Linked DNA regions of Macaca mulatta: region 2 is linked to region 1. Evidence: chromatin contacts called from public Hi-C data. All regions are on one chromosome and are shown on one strand. Each heading gives the region's core, a stretch centred on a gene start, on an enhancer-like site or on the middle of the called end of the contact. The rest is flanking DNA. Distances are from core to core; before and after follow the strand shown.

Evidence for each region. Hi-C and Micro-C count contacts between places; a contact is called where the count stands out from the background.
Region 2: a contact with region 1 is called in a Hi-C map of fetal cortex germinal zone, with 11 times the contacts expected there. The contact joins the enhancer-like site here to the promoter of ARL4D in region 1. A contact is called at or near these places in 9 of 14 Hi-C or Micro-C datasets (CD4 T cells, blood, cortical neurons and 4 more).

The regions. Positions count from the first base shown.
Region 1 is chr16:67,739,748-67,747,096 of T2T-MMU8v2.0, forward strand. ARL4D (ADP ribosylation factor like GTPase 4D) reads left to right here and starts at 3,700. Exons shown (of 2, transcript NM_001194080.2): 1 at 3,700-3,791; 2 at 4,337-5,809. The coding sequence starts at 4,409. The coding sequence ends at 5,014. It also overlaps the pseudogene LOC114673253.
Region 2 is chr16:67,821,517-67,828,865 of T2T-MMU8v2.0, forward strand. The region is part of intron 1 of DHX8 (DEAH-box helicase 8); the gene reads left to right. It also overlaps the pseudogene LOC144336107. Among named protein-coding and RNA genes, the nearest start is that of DHX8, 44 kb to the left of the region's middle. Within about 2 kb of position 3,590, at least 3 of the 40 cell types and tissues checked have an H3K27ac peak or open chromatin away from gene starts, as enhancers often do. A contact at or near this core is called in fetal cortex germinal zone, where this site is marked.

The sequences.
Region 1 (7,349 bases), core at 2,450-4,949:
CTCCAACAAAGGCCTGAGAGTTCTATACTACTTAGACACTGCCTAGAAATGCAGGGTTTGTAGGAATTCCTGGCCAACCCAGTATCAACAGAACTCCCAAGGGCCCAAGGACCCCAGGCTAGGAAACTCCCATGCTAAGGGTGGAGGATTGGTTCTCATACTCAGGGAGCCCTCTGAGTACATTTTTTCCATCATGCATTCATTAATTCACACAAGATTTTCTGACTGCCTATGTGTGCCACGCATGGTGCTGGGCATGGTAGAGCTACAGATAAGAACCAGCTGCTGCCCTTGATCACTTAGTCTGGTGGAGGAGACAACTCTGAGGAAGAATGATGCTTATCTGACTCAGTGTCACTTAAACTTTGGCTCAGCGTCACCTCTTTGAAAGGTTCTCCTGCACACTCTTCCACTAATCTAAAGTAGTTCTCTAGCCACATGTGGTGGCACGCGCCTGTAATCCCAGCTGCTCAGGAGTCTGAGGCGGAGGATCTCTTGAGCCAAAGAGTTCAAGGCTGCAGCAAGCTATGGTCTCGCCACTGCACTCCAGCCTGGGTGACAGAGTGAGACCTTGTCTGTAAAAAAAAAAAAAAAAAGCATTTGTATTTTAATTTTGAAAAAAATAAAATATGGAATGCTTCATGAATTTGCATGTTATCCTTGCACAGGGGCCATGCTAATCTCTGTATCGTTCAAAAAATAATGATTGCTTAATGTACAAATGTTCAGATGTTCTCTGCAGGGATTAGTGTAGGCCCATAGCTTAGTGATGCCTGGACGAGCTGGGCCCCTTTCTTTACCCCTCCCCAGCCCCACCTTCGCCTTCCCATTTGTTCATTAACACCTTCTCTGGCAAACATGAAAGACGGAAGGGTGGGGTAGGATTGTCAGTTTCATTTCCTTTATCAGATAAGTGACAATTTATATCTTGGGTGTGAGTCCCAAGATATATTATAGGAGCCATGTTAAAGAAGCTTCAAAGAAGCAAATATTAGGGTATTCATTTCTTTACATGTTAAAGAAATCTTCAAAGATTGTGGAAGAAACAAGATAACTTGTGTGTTTTCAGTTTCTGTGTGTTTTCAGTCTCATAGCCATTGCAAATTTGTTCAAAGCCATGTTTGGCCAGTTTCTAGCTGGACGACCTTCAACAAATTACCTAACCTTTCTGTGCTTCAGCTTCTTCTTTTTAGACTAACCATACTTACTTCATGGGCTTGACTTGTGTATTAAAAAAGGAAAAGTAAGCAAAGTTCCTAGACCAGAGCCTAGCATGCAGTGGCCACTCAACAGTGCAGTGGTTCTCAACTGCTGGGCCTGTTCCGGTCTTCCCCTCTCCTAACTTCACCATGCTCAGCTCTGTCTCCTGTACATTAGCTGCTGCTGCTGCAACCTGTCACCCTCCAACTTGGGGTGTAACAAACTAATTTCCTAAGGTCTTAGACTAATTTCCTGAGGTCTTTAGGGATTTGGGGAGGCTCCCTGCATTGCTGGGGAAACCAGGTGGCTGGTTTTGTAGTGGAGGGGGGAAGAAGGAGGTGGCAAGGCATGCTGGTGACAAACAGATGGGAAGCTTATTTATCAGCACTTGATTGAGGCGGGTGGGCAGGAAAAGGCTGGGCCCTGCTGTCTGGCAATGACTTCCCTTCTCCTTTTTCCAATCCCTCTCACATATAGCCCTTAAAAAGGTTAATACTGAATTACACAATAAATAAAATAATCCAACCTCCAGGCAAAAATAGGAATATTACAGTTATAACTGGCCACGTGCAGTGGCTCACGCCTGTAATCCCAACACTTTGGGAGGCCAACGCAAGCGGATCACCTGAGGTCAGGAGTTTGAGACCAGCCTGACCAACGTGGAGAAATCCCATCTCTACTAAAAGTACAAAATTAGCTGGGCGTGGTGGCACATGCCTATAATACCAGCTACTCGGGAGGCTGAGGCAGGAGAATTGCTAGAACCTGGGAGGCGGAGGTTGCAGTGAGCCGAGATCACACCATTGCACTCCAACCTGGGCAACAGAGCAAGACTCCGTCTCAAAAAGAAATAAATACATGAATACATAAAGTTACAATCTACAATTTCATTCTTCTTTGATTTGCCCTCTCCCCTCCCCCGCCTAATCCCTGTTGTCCTTTTGGTCACACTGCCCCTTTGTGGCATCTCCTTCCTTTCAGGGCTGCCCAGACTCTAGCAGGCTGCAGTGGCTGGGGAGACCCCACTCATTCCTGTGCCCCTCCTAACCAGTCCTAGATAGGGCTAAAGAAAGTCTATAAACCTTTCCAGAAGCTTCCAGTTGACACATTCTGTCTCTCCTCTGAAATCCTACAAGTGCTATCTCATGATTTACAAAGACCCAATACATGTGCTGTCTCATTCTGTCACTGCCAGTCTTAAGTCTTAAGCCCTCTGAGGCCTGGTTCTACAGCCGAGACATTCTCTATTTCTCTACCATCTCTTTGTCTCATTCAGAGCACACAGTATGAATGAGGTCAATAAATACACTGTTTTTGTTTTTGTTTTTTTTTTTGAGACGGAGTCTTGCTCTGTTGCCCAGGCTGGAGTGCAATGGCATGATCTCAGCTCACTGCAACCTCCGCCTCCTGGGTTCAAGCGATTCTCCTGCCTCAGCCTCCCCAGTAGCTGGAATTACAGGCGCCCGCCACCACACCCGGCTAATTTTTGTATTTTTAGTAGGGATGGGGTTTCACCATGTTGGCCAGGCTGGTCTGGAACTCCTGACCTCAGGTGATCCGCCCACCTCGTCCTCCCAAAGTACTGGTATTACAGGTGTGAGCCACTGTGCCCGGCCCAATAAACACACTGTTTTTTGTTTTGTTTTGTTTTGTTTCGAGACAGAGTCTCGCTCTCTCACCCAGGCTGGCATGCAGTGGCACGATCTCAGCTCACTGCAACCTCCACCAGCGGGTTCAAGCGATTCTCCTGCCTCAGCCTCCTGAGTAGCTGGGATTACAGGCACCCGCCACCACGCCCGGCTAATTTTTGTCTTTTTATTACTGACGGGGTTTCACCCTGTTGTCCAGGCTGGTCTGGAACTCCTGAGCTCATGTGATCTGCCTGCCTCAGCCTCCCAAAGTGCTGAGTTTACAGGTATGAGCCACTGCGCCTAAACATACTGTTGAGTGTAACCTTAGATAAAGTCATTCAACCCTTTTATCTGTAAAAGGCAGACAACAGTCCCTAACAGGCTATTGTAGATAATGGGCTTACCACTATGAAGCAGCTGTTTTATGGGGCTCTAGGTTCACACAGGTTTGACAATTGAATTATGAAAGATAAAGGAGAAAGGCTTGTCAGCCTCTCCGAGTAGATCCTTTGGCCGAAGGAGTGTCCATGTGGGGTGGTATCTCTGCCTAATGGAGGGGGATGCGATGGTAGTGCGAATATTAGGGTATTCATATCTTTCCTCCCGAGTCAAACGTTGCCAGCCACGTTCCTTTCGCCCCTCCCACCCTCCGGTCCAGATTAATTCCAGGTTTAATTCCAAATATTAGAATGTGGTAGAAAAGGTCAAATAGAGTAGCCACGGATTGAGCAAGCGTCCCTCCGCGTGTGGTGGGGGATGCAGCGCTTGTAGCTCCACGCTCCGCCCCGCCGCCGCTGGTTGGTCTGCGCCTTGTGACGTCACACGCGGGTTTTTAAGGCCGAACCCTAGGCAGGCTCTGCAGAGGCAGCGGTGGAGGTGCGCTGGGTACCCGCAGGGGTTTCGCGGGGCGGCTGCGGTGTTGGACCGGGAAAGGTACGAGGAGAGCGCGGCTCACGAGAGGTAAACGGACACTGCAGACCGTGCTGAGGCGGCGCCGCTGCGGGGCCGCTGGAGCTGGGGTCCGCTATCGGACGAGGACTGGCGGCCAGGGGAGTGTCGTGGGGCGGTGGGCCGGGGGTCGCAGAGTAAGGAAGGGCACTGTGTCAACAGCTTGGGGCTGCTGAGGGCGGGTGGGAGCCGCACTCAATCTCCGGTCTCAGCGTCTGCACCCTAACTCTTAGTTTGGGGCACTGCCGACTTCCCCCTTCCCGCGGGGATCTTGCCTGGGGGATGGCGCCAGAAGCTCTGAGAAGAGGCTGTAGGATCGAGCCCTCACCCCCCACTTGAGTGGCCCAGGACCTGGAAGTCTCTTTAGGTCCCATCGCCCCCCTCACGACCCCCCAGGGAGTGGGGAAACACCTCTGTTATACCTTAAAAAAAAAAAAAAGGAAAGGAATTTTAAAAAGGAAGGATGGGCAGCTGATTTAGGAAGGGATCATGAAGTTGCAGATCTTGTGTGTATATTAAACGTCTCCTTTTTGTCCCATGACCTTTTATTGGTTCAGATAACCCAGCTGTGCTCCCTGGAACCTTCAATTTCAAGGCCTCCCTGCCTCTACTAGGCGCCTTAGTTCACTATGGGGAACCACTTGACTGAGATGGCGCCCACTGCCTCCTCCTTCTTGCCCCACTTCCAAGCCCTGCATGTCGTGGTCATTGGGCTGGACTCTGCGGGGAAGACCTCCCTCCTTTACCGCCTCAAGTTCAAGGAGTTTGTCCAGAGTGTCCCCACCAAAGGCTTCAACACCGAGAAGATCCGGGTGCCCCTCGGGGGATCGCGTGGCATCACCTTCCAAGTGTGGGACGTCGGGGGGCAGGAGAAGCTGCGACCACTGTGGCGCTCTTACACCCGCCGGACAGACGGGCTGGTGTTTGTGGTGGACGCTGCGGAGGCCGAGCGGCTGGAGGAGGCCAAGGTGGAGTTGCACCGAATCAGCCGGGCCTCTGACAACCAGGGCGTGCCAGTGCTGGTGCTGGCCAACAAGCAGGACCAGCCCGGGGCACTGAGCGCTGCTGAGGTGGAGAAGAGGCTGGCAGTCCGAGAGCTCGCAGCCGCCACTCTCACTCATGTGCAAGGCTGCAGCGCTGTGGACGGTCTGGGTCTGCAGCAGGGCCTGGAGCGCCTCTATGAGATGATTCTCAAGAGGAAGAAGGCAGCTCGGGGTGGCAAGAAGAGACGGTGACCCGAGCCCCCCTCCTTTTCCCCCCACCTGGTAGGGGTCTGCACACTTGGACAGCAGGGTGGGGCCAGCCTGTGACCTCTCAGTCAGACTGGGGTGCAGGACCTGTCCACCTCAGTGAAGGAGAGAGGAGAATGGGGGGTCCTGTTTTGGCGCCACATTAGGGTGGGGATGGGAGATGGGATGTCTTTGCACATCTCTCTCTCATCCTCTCTGGAGAAGTGGGCGCTGCAGGACTGTGGAGACGTAAATGTAAACTGTGACTCTACCTCGACCCTGTTTCTTGTTTTTCTTCTCTGGCTTTTTAATTGGATGCGTTTTGGGTGGTGGGGGATGGAAAGTGGCTTGGAGAATGTGTTTGGGATGAAAGAACTATCTCCCCCTCCTCTGTCCCCCAACTGGGGAGTCTCCCCAAGCTGCTTTTCTAGGGATACCAGTCACATAGTTTTTATTTTTGTGTTTGTGAAAGTGCCAAGAACCCCTTCCCACATTTGTAGATCCATGACCCTTTTTATAAGCCGTGTATGTCCTCTGTATTATTGTTATTAACTGTTTTTTAGCATTTGCCTGTAAGTTATTAAAGACTGATAACTGTAGCTCTTACCTTGGTCTGGGGCATTTTCCTCTCCTTATCTTGTCCCAGAGACAATTCAAGATTTCTATTTGGGGTTGTGGTGCAGGGGGAGGGAGATTTATCTTGAAGCTGAATTTGCAAAGCAAGCACTTATAAAAATTAGATTGTGTGTTATGGGATGGCTCGTGAAAATTATAGGGGGGAGTTGAAAACCCCTCAAGCTATTGCCTGATCTCTGTAGTTTTTTGGGTGGGATCACTTCCTTTTTCTCTGATTTAACACCCCTCCCCTCATCCTCTGGGTCTTACTTGTCCCTTACATCAACAGCTCCTTGCAGATTTAACTTCAAATTTTGCTAGTCTGAGCTGTTCCTAGGTTCTTGACCTTGGTGACACCTAAGTCTATGTAGGTAAATCCTCGAAGAGCCATTCTGTTCCCATCTTCCCCACTTCCCCAGTCTTAGGTTGGTTTGATTTTTTTCTTCCTTGTAGGAGGTGGTAAGAATGGAAAGTAATTCCTCCCTGGCCTTAAGTCACCTCTGTGTACTCAATCCTGCTGCCTGGCTCACTGGCATGATGGTAGCGGCTGGTGCTGGGAAGGCCTGGGCTAGATTGAGCCAGCCTGGCCCTGGTGACTAAGCCATGAGTTTTCCAGCTCTGGGAATGATAGCTCTTCTTATGAGAGGGGCAGAAGTAGTAGCTGTTTGTGCTTGGTGGCAGAGAGGACTGCTGGACATACACCCTCCAGCCTCCAAGATAGAAGGGGGAAGACATAAGCCCCCAATATTTGTGGTGATTGTAGGAATAAAATGTTAACATTGCAAGGGCTTCAGTGCCCCTACTCACCAGCACCAGGGCCAGCTATGTCTGATAACACAGAACACTTAGATCCTCTTAATCTTCTGGGTAGGAGCAGTAAAAACTAAGCACAAGGCCGGGCATGGTGGCTCATACCTGTAATCCCAACACTTTGGGAGGCTGAGGCAGGAGGATGGCTTGGGCCCAGGAGTTCAAGACCAGGCTGGGCAACATAGGGAGACCATATTTTAAAGAAAAAAAAAAACAAGCACAATTCTTTCCAGTTGCCCAGACCTCCAGTCACCCCCTGCCACTCTTTGTGCAAACACAGAATCCCCAGAGCAGGTTCAGCGTTCTCCACACCCCGCTTCTCCCCAACTCTGTCTCCTTCGGAATCAAATGAAAGGACCTGGGGAGAAAGAGAAGGTGCCAACAACCCCCACTTCTGGGGAAGGTTTCCTAAAGAACTTGTTTCTTCCTACCCAGCACTGCCAGAAGCTCAGATTTTGTCCCCTCCCCATCCCTGTAGCTGGCAGGATGGGGGTGGGTGTGCATTGATCCGGAAGGGTGCCCAAGTGTGCGTCAGTGCTGGGGCCTGCTTGACAGAACTGCTGGGCTGGTTCTGCTGGGAACATGTGCTACCTGCCCCTCCCCCAGACACACCTGTGACTCCTCTCCCAGTCTTTCTGGGGCACAGTCCTATAGCCCAGGGACAGGTTGAGGCCCCAGTCCAGGCTGGAAAGGAACTGGCCAGAAATGACCCTCTGTCCTGCCAGGAGAGCTTTCCTCCCCATCCCTCCACACCCAGATTATGCTCTTTTGTCTTAAAATCTTCAAGGATATATTTTCATTTCTTGTCACTCAGTGGACTTAGGTCTCCAGATTTGGGGGAAGAGGTGCAGAGGTATTCCCCCATCCCTAGCAGAGGGGCCTCCAAGATGTCAGCTCCTGATTCTGGCTCTTTCAA
Region 2 (7,349 bases), core at 2,340-4,839, 82 kb after region 1:
ACTCAAGCAATTCACCTGCCTCAGCCTCCCAAAGTGCTAGGATTACATATGTGAGCCACTGCGCCCAGCCGGGAAAAGATTTTCTATTTTTAGGTTGATGCAGAATTGAGCATGTTTGTGGGAAGAGGGTAAGAAGTAAGGAGAGAGAAAAAGGGTAAGAACATGAGGGATAAGAGGAGTCGTCAGTGGAGGGGATGAGATGAGGCTTGTGCTTTCTGCAGGGGAAGAGATGCTCCTAGAGACAGAAGGTGAAGATATGGACTAATCTAAGGTGAAGGTGATGACAGGGTGGGGGTGGGGTCTTGAATGACCTCCATCTTCCCTATAAGTAGAAAATGAGATCTTATAATAAGTGTGGCAGGGGTGGATTTTTGGGCTTGAGGGAGTTGAGAAGTCTTAGGTAACACTGTACAGAAAGCCATCGTCAAAAAGAGCCCAGGCCAGGCGCGGTGGCTCATGCCTGTAATCCCAGAATTTTGGGAGGCCGAAGCGGGTGGATCACCTGAGGTCAGAATTTCGAGACCAGCCTGGCCAACATGATGAAACCCCCCCTCTCTACCAAAAATACAAAAAATTAGCCAGGCATGGTGGCAGGTGCCTGTAATACCAGCTACTCGGGAGGCTGAAGCAGGAGAATCACTTGAACCCGGCAGGCAGAGGTTGCAGTGAGTGAGTTGCAGTGAGCTGAGATCACACCATTGCACTCCAGCCTGGGCAACAAGAGGGAAACTCCATCTAAACAAATAAACAAACAAACAAACAAACAAAAGAGCCCAAGTGGAGCCCAGGTGAGGTTTGGAATTGTGAATCTATACTGGGTCAAACCAGCATGACCTTGGGACTTTCTCCAGCAATACCCTGAAGTGTGGGAGGGGAGAAACAGGGCAATAGGAGCCAGCTGGGGCTGGGAAAACACAGACAGTAGAAAACTAGTGAAGGGAAGAAATCCTTGTCATTTATGAGCAAATTTCAAAATGGCTGAACATGAGGTCTAAGCCAGGAGAAAGTATGAGTGAAATGGAAGAGTGCTGATAACTGGAGAGAAAAGCGTAGATGAATGACTTAGAGACACCATGAAATGTTCAGTGGTGGGCCGGGCGTGGTGGCTCACACCTATAATAATCCCAGCACTTTGGGAGGTCGAGGCGGGCGGATTACCTGAGGTCGGATTACCTGAGGTCGGGAGTTTGAGACCAGTCTGACAAACATGGAGAAACCCCGTCTCTACTAAAAAAAATACAAAATTAGCCGGGCATGGTGGCACATGCCTGTAATCCTAGCTACTTGGGAGGCTGAGGCAGGAGAATCGCTTGAACCTGGGAGGCAGAGGTTGCGGTGAGCCGAGATCGTGCCATTGCACTCCAGCCTGGGCAACAAGAGCTAAAAACACTTCATCTCAAAAAAAAAAAAAAAAAAAAAAAAAAAAGAGAAATGTTCAGTGGTGGAGAAAAAGAAGAATACTTCCGGTTCTAGATGCTTTGGGAGCCACAGCTTAAGGTGCCGACATGGCCAAGTCCAAGAACCACAACACACACAACCAGTCCCGAAAGAGGCACAGAAATGGTATCAAGAAACCCCAATCACAAAGATATGAATCTCTTAAGGGGATGGACCCCAAGTTCCCGAGGAACATGTGCTTTGCCAAGAAGCAAAACAAGAGGGGCCTAAAGAAGATGCAGGCCAACAGTGACAAGGCCATAAGTGCACGTGCTGAGGGTATCAAGGCCCTCGTAAAGCCCAAGGAGGTTAAGCCCAAGATCCCAAAGGGTGTCAGCTGCTAGCTCGATCGGCTTGCCTACATTGCCTACCCCAAGCTTGGGAAGCGGGCTTGTGCCCACATTGCCAAAGGGCTCAGGCTGTGCTGGCCAAAGGCCAAGGCCAAGGATCAAACCAAGGCCCAGGCTGCAGCTCCAGCTTCAGTTCCAGCTCAGGCTCCCAAAGGTGCCCAGGCCCCTACAAAGACTTCAGAGTAGATACTCTGTCTGCCAATGTGAGGACAGAAGGACTGGTGTGATCCCTGCTGGGCTGCCATCTACATGGGGCTGGGGTCCTCCTGTGCTATTTGTACAAATAAACCTGAGGCAGGAAAAATAAAAAGAAAAGAAAAAGAAGAATAAGTTGGGTCAGAGGGAATTTCATAGAATGAGATTTAGAAGTCGAGCCACTTTAAATATTGATAGAATCTAATGTGTGGGTAGGATTATATTATCTCTTAAACCCTTTCCAACTCTAAAACTCTACGAGAAATATGAGTGAGTGAATACTGCACTTACATCCAAATTTCCAAGTGGCTGACAGTGTGACCCCAATTGATCCTTGTTACATGTGAAGTCCCATCAAGTCCAAGTCCATGGGAACAGACTTGGACTATTTTAGGAATTTCTGCCTGTGTTCAATGATAAGGATAATCAATCACTATTGGACCTCTATGTCTTTCAAAAAAAATTTTTTTTTTTTGAGACAGGATCTCACTCTGTTACCCAGGCTGGAGGCAGTGGTGACATCATAGCTCTCTGCAGCCTCAAACTCCTGGCTCAACCAATTCTCCAGCCTCAGCCTCCTAAATAGCTGAAACTACAGACTTGAGCCACATGCCCAGCTAATTTTTAATTTTTTTGTAGAGATGGGGGTTCTTACTATGTTGCCCAACCTGGTCTTGAACTGGCCTCGGGGAATCCTCCTGCCTCAGCCTCCCAAAGTGCTAAGAATGGCCGGGTGTGGTGGTTCATACGCGTAATCCCACCACTTTGGGAGGCCAAGGTGGTTGGATCCCTTAAGCCCAGGAGTTTGAGACCAGCCTGGGCAACATGGACTCCATCTCTACAAAAATTACAAAAATTAGCTGGGCATGGTGGCCCATGCCTGTAGTCCCAATTACTCAGGAGTCTGAGGGAGGAGGATTGCTTGAGCCCGGGAGGTTGAGGTTGCAGTGAGCCATGATTGTGCCACTGCACTCCAGCCTGGGACAGAGCGAGATTCTGTCTCTAAATAAATAAATAAATAAATAAAACAAAGTGCTGGAATTACAGGCATGAGCCACCATGCCCAGCAAAACTTTTAATATAAATTCTAGTCTCACCAGTATTTGAGAGTAGACTGTGGAAGTTAGGTAAGATCAGAGTCTGTGTCATGTAAAAAGCAAACGTATGACAAAGAAGAAAAAAAAAATCTTTGCTTCACACGTATCCATGTGATAGAGGTTTATCCTCACTTCCCCCTTTCCCCTCCCTCAGTCAATCTGCAATAATAATAATAATAATAATAATAATAATAAAAGGTAAAATGGCAATGTCGTGGAACAAATTACTTTGTTTGAAAGACGGAACCGCAGGTTGGTGTTTATGGGGGGACTCAGATTTGACATGGTATTGTGAGGCAAAGAGGATGCTTGTTAGGAACTTGTGATCATTATTGAACCGGGCAGGGAAACCTGGGCCCCTGAACTCTGTCTCTTTACACTGCATTTTGAAAGCAGCGCTTGGCTCTCTAATTGCCCCATATGCTGGTTTTATTTGGTGGCTCAGCTGGGTGGAGTGAACTCTGGGAAGAGATGCATTCATTTTTAGTTACCTCGCCAGCTTGCTAATTTTCACTCTGGAGGCATAAATCACCATAAATTACTGTAATCTCAAGACGAAGGGGCTGCTATTCTGGCACAAGGGCAGCAGCTATTGGTACTGCCAAAGCTGTTCTACCTGAGAGCTGGGGAAAGAGTTGCATATGGCTGGTTCTGCCAGGACACTCTTAGATTTGGGGTGGAGGATGTGCTGGGAACCCATTCTCCTTTACCTGAGAGAAATGGGGATCCTGGAGGAGCAGCTTCTTCTGTGTTAGTGGCAAGCCTGTGGCTTAAGACAGAGCTTTGGCCCTGGGCTCACTGCACAGCCCACACTGCACAGCTGTTGACATGTTTGACTTGCAAACAGAACATCAATAGAACTTCAGTTCCTCTTCTCTCATCTTTTCCCATCAACTCATTTCTTGGTTTGGCTTGGTTTTTGTTTTTGCATTTCTCCTGAGGAAATCCTTATTAATTTCTGAAGAAATTACCTCAAACACAAACCAGAGGCTACAAAAATCCCTTGTCCCCTGGAGCAGAGGCTAAATATCATTAGGGAGGGGAAGAAAAAAAAAAACAGTGTAACATGTCACTTTGTCATTCATACTCATAATATTGATTAAAATTGTTTTCGTTGGCCTCCCAAAGAGCTGGGATTGCAGGTGTGAGCCACCATGCCTGGTCAATGTTGTTTTTTTTTTGGAGATGGAGTCTTGCTCTGTCACCCAGGCTGGACAGGCTGGAGGACAGTGATATATGATCTTGGCTCACTGCAACCTAGGACTCCTGGGTTCAAGCAATTCTCCTGCCTCAGCTTCTTGAGTAGCTGGGATTACAGGTGCACACCACTACGCCCAGCTAATTTTTGTATTTTTAGTAGAGACAAGGTTTCACCATGTTTGGCCAGGCTTATCTTGAACTCCTGACCTCAAGTGATCCACCCGCCTCAGCCTCCCAAAGTGCTGGGATTACAGGCATGAGCCACTGCGCCCAGCCTGTTTTTTGTTTTTTGGTTTTTGGTTTTTTTTTCTTTTTTGGAGGCAGAGTCTCATTCTGTCGCCCAGGCTGGAGTGCAGTGGCACGATCTCAGCTCACTGCAAACTCTACCTCTCAGGTTCAAGGGATTCTCCTGCCTCAGCCTCCTGAGTAGCTGGGATTCCAGACACCCACCATCATGCCCGGCTAATATTGGTATTTTAAAGTAGAGACTTGGTTTCACCAGGTTAGCCAGGTTGGTCTCGAACTCCTGACCTCAGGTGATCCACCTGCCTTGGCCTCCTAAAGCGCTGAGATTACAGGGGTGAACCACCGTGCCTGGCCCAATGTTTCTCTTTTTAAATAAAATAAACATAAACTAAGTATAAAAAATACCAACTAGATCTGAATCAAGGTCACTTAAAAGATTAATAACTGGCTTGGTGGCTCATGCCTGTAATCCCAGCACTTTGAGAGTCTGAGGCAGGGGGATCACGAGGTCAGGAGATCAAGACCATCCTGGCTAACATGGGAAACCCCGTCTCTAATAAAAATACAAAAAATGTAGCCGAGAGTGGTGGCAGGCACCTGTAATCCCAGCTACTCGGGAGGCTGAGGCAGGAGAATGATGTGAACCCGGGAGGCGGAGCTTGCAGTGAGCCGAGATCATGCCACTGCACTCCAGCCTGGGTGACAGAGCGAGATGCCATCTGAAAGAAAAGAAAGAAAGGAAAGGAAAGGAAAGGAAAGGAAAGGAGAGGAGAGGAGAGGAGAGGAGAGGAGAGGAGAGGAGAGGAGGGAGGAAAGAAAGAAAGATGAATAACTAATGAATAAATATGAAAAAATTCCTTACCATTTCCACAGAAGGTGGAGAGGCCGAGATGGGGGAATAACATTTTCTTGACAAGTTCACATCATAATGGTGTCTGGGTGCCTGCCTTTGTGTTTGTGTTTGCCTGACATTTTAAAGAGTCTTAAAACGCAAGAGAAAGGGGAAACCTGACTATACCAAAAAAGAAAAAAATCTGCTTAGGAGGAACACTTTTTTTTTTCCCCCCTAATACTATAAAGCTTTGGAGAATTTAGAATCTAAAGCATCTGTTATTGCTGATGACAGGTTGATGGCCTAAGAAGAGAGGGAATTGTAGGTCAGGAATGTTTTGCACAAAAATGAGGCCACACTTGGGCATTAGAAAATAAGGCAGACAAATAACAGATTGCAACAGGATAAACTGCCCTGTGAAGTGGACTTGCCCCCCAACCCCAACCTGCCTGCCCTCAGATGACGGGAAACAGACCAGCTTTTTTTTTTTTTTCTGTCTTCCAATCACCTGCCCTCATGTTTAGGCAGCAGAGATCTAAGTTATAAACACAGCTCTGCCAGGAGATCCCTTGGCTGAGAATGGCATTTAGAGTATTCTAGTTCTTCCTTGATGTTTTTCACTTTCAGACCTCCTATCCTTTTTAGAACCTGCCACACAAGCTTGACGTTTAATACAAATTCAATAAGTTGGTCCAAATTTGGAGATGAATTCTGGGGAAAAGTCAAACAGTGAAAAATAAGGAATTTTACTTTCTCTGGGGCTCCCAGGCTCTCTGGTTGGGTCAGGGCCCAAGTGGAGCAGGGAAGAAGGGGCCACTCTTTCTGAAGTCTCCCTGCATGAATGAAAATAACAGTTGAGTGGCAGTCACACACTTAGAAGCAAATCATTCTGATTTTGCCTTCTAGAGCAGAGATGTCTCCCCTAAGATCCGTTTTACCCCAGCAGAAAAAGCCAGGGTTGTCTGGGTTGTAGCAACACTGTTTTGACAGAAAGCCCTATGATTTTTCTCACAAACTTCCCTAAGGATGCTATCTTTCAGCTACACATACTTAGATTATTTCTTCTCCCTCACCAACTCAATCTAATGTTGCTAAGGGGTTCAGTACTTTCTCTCTGCTTCTTACCTCATCCCAACCCCCAAGTTCTTTCCCAAATTCCAGCAGCTGGGACCAGTCTCTGGGACAGAGCAGAAATAACATGGAAATTGGGGGTAGGGTTAAACACATCTATCAGTCTAGGAACAGGCAGAAAAGCAACACCCCCGTGACTACAAGTTTGGTAGTGGGCAACAATGTCTTATCCATCATGGGTGGTGGTGTGGGTAGTAACTGAGCATAAGTTATTTGTAGAGGTGAATTGTTTACTGGGCTATTAAAGGGTCACATGGAGGCTGTCCAAGGAAAGACATACAATAATAATGGAAATTTATTATTATTTTATTTTTTGAAACAGAGTATCACTCTGTCGCCCAGGCTGGAGTGCAGTGGTGTGATCTTGGCTCACTGCAACCTCCGCCTCCTGGGTTCAAGCGATTCTCCTGCCTCAGCCCTGGGATTACAGCTGTGCACCACCACGCCCGGCTAATTTTTTGTATTTTTAGTAGAGACAGCGTTTCACCATGTTGGCCAGACTGGTCTCGAACTCCTGACCTCAGGCGATCCGCCTGCTTCAGCCTCCCAAAGTGCTGGGATTACAGGTGTGAGCCACTGCACCCAGCCTAATAATGAAAATTAACTGTATCTGATATTATGTTGAAAACTATTCTATCCAAAGGACAGTTAGGATACATTTACTTTTGCTCTGCGTTCGATTCACAGTCTCTTATGGGGAGGAACAGTAGGAGGATTCCATGTGCATCTGTGTTTGGGCTGTCAAGTTATCTGTATCTACATAATTGTTTTCCTTTGGCTTCAAAGAAATTTTTGGTGTTGCAAGAAATATGTATATTGCATAAAAACTGTCACTTCTTAAAATGTGCAGTTAATGGCATA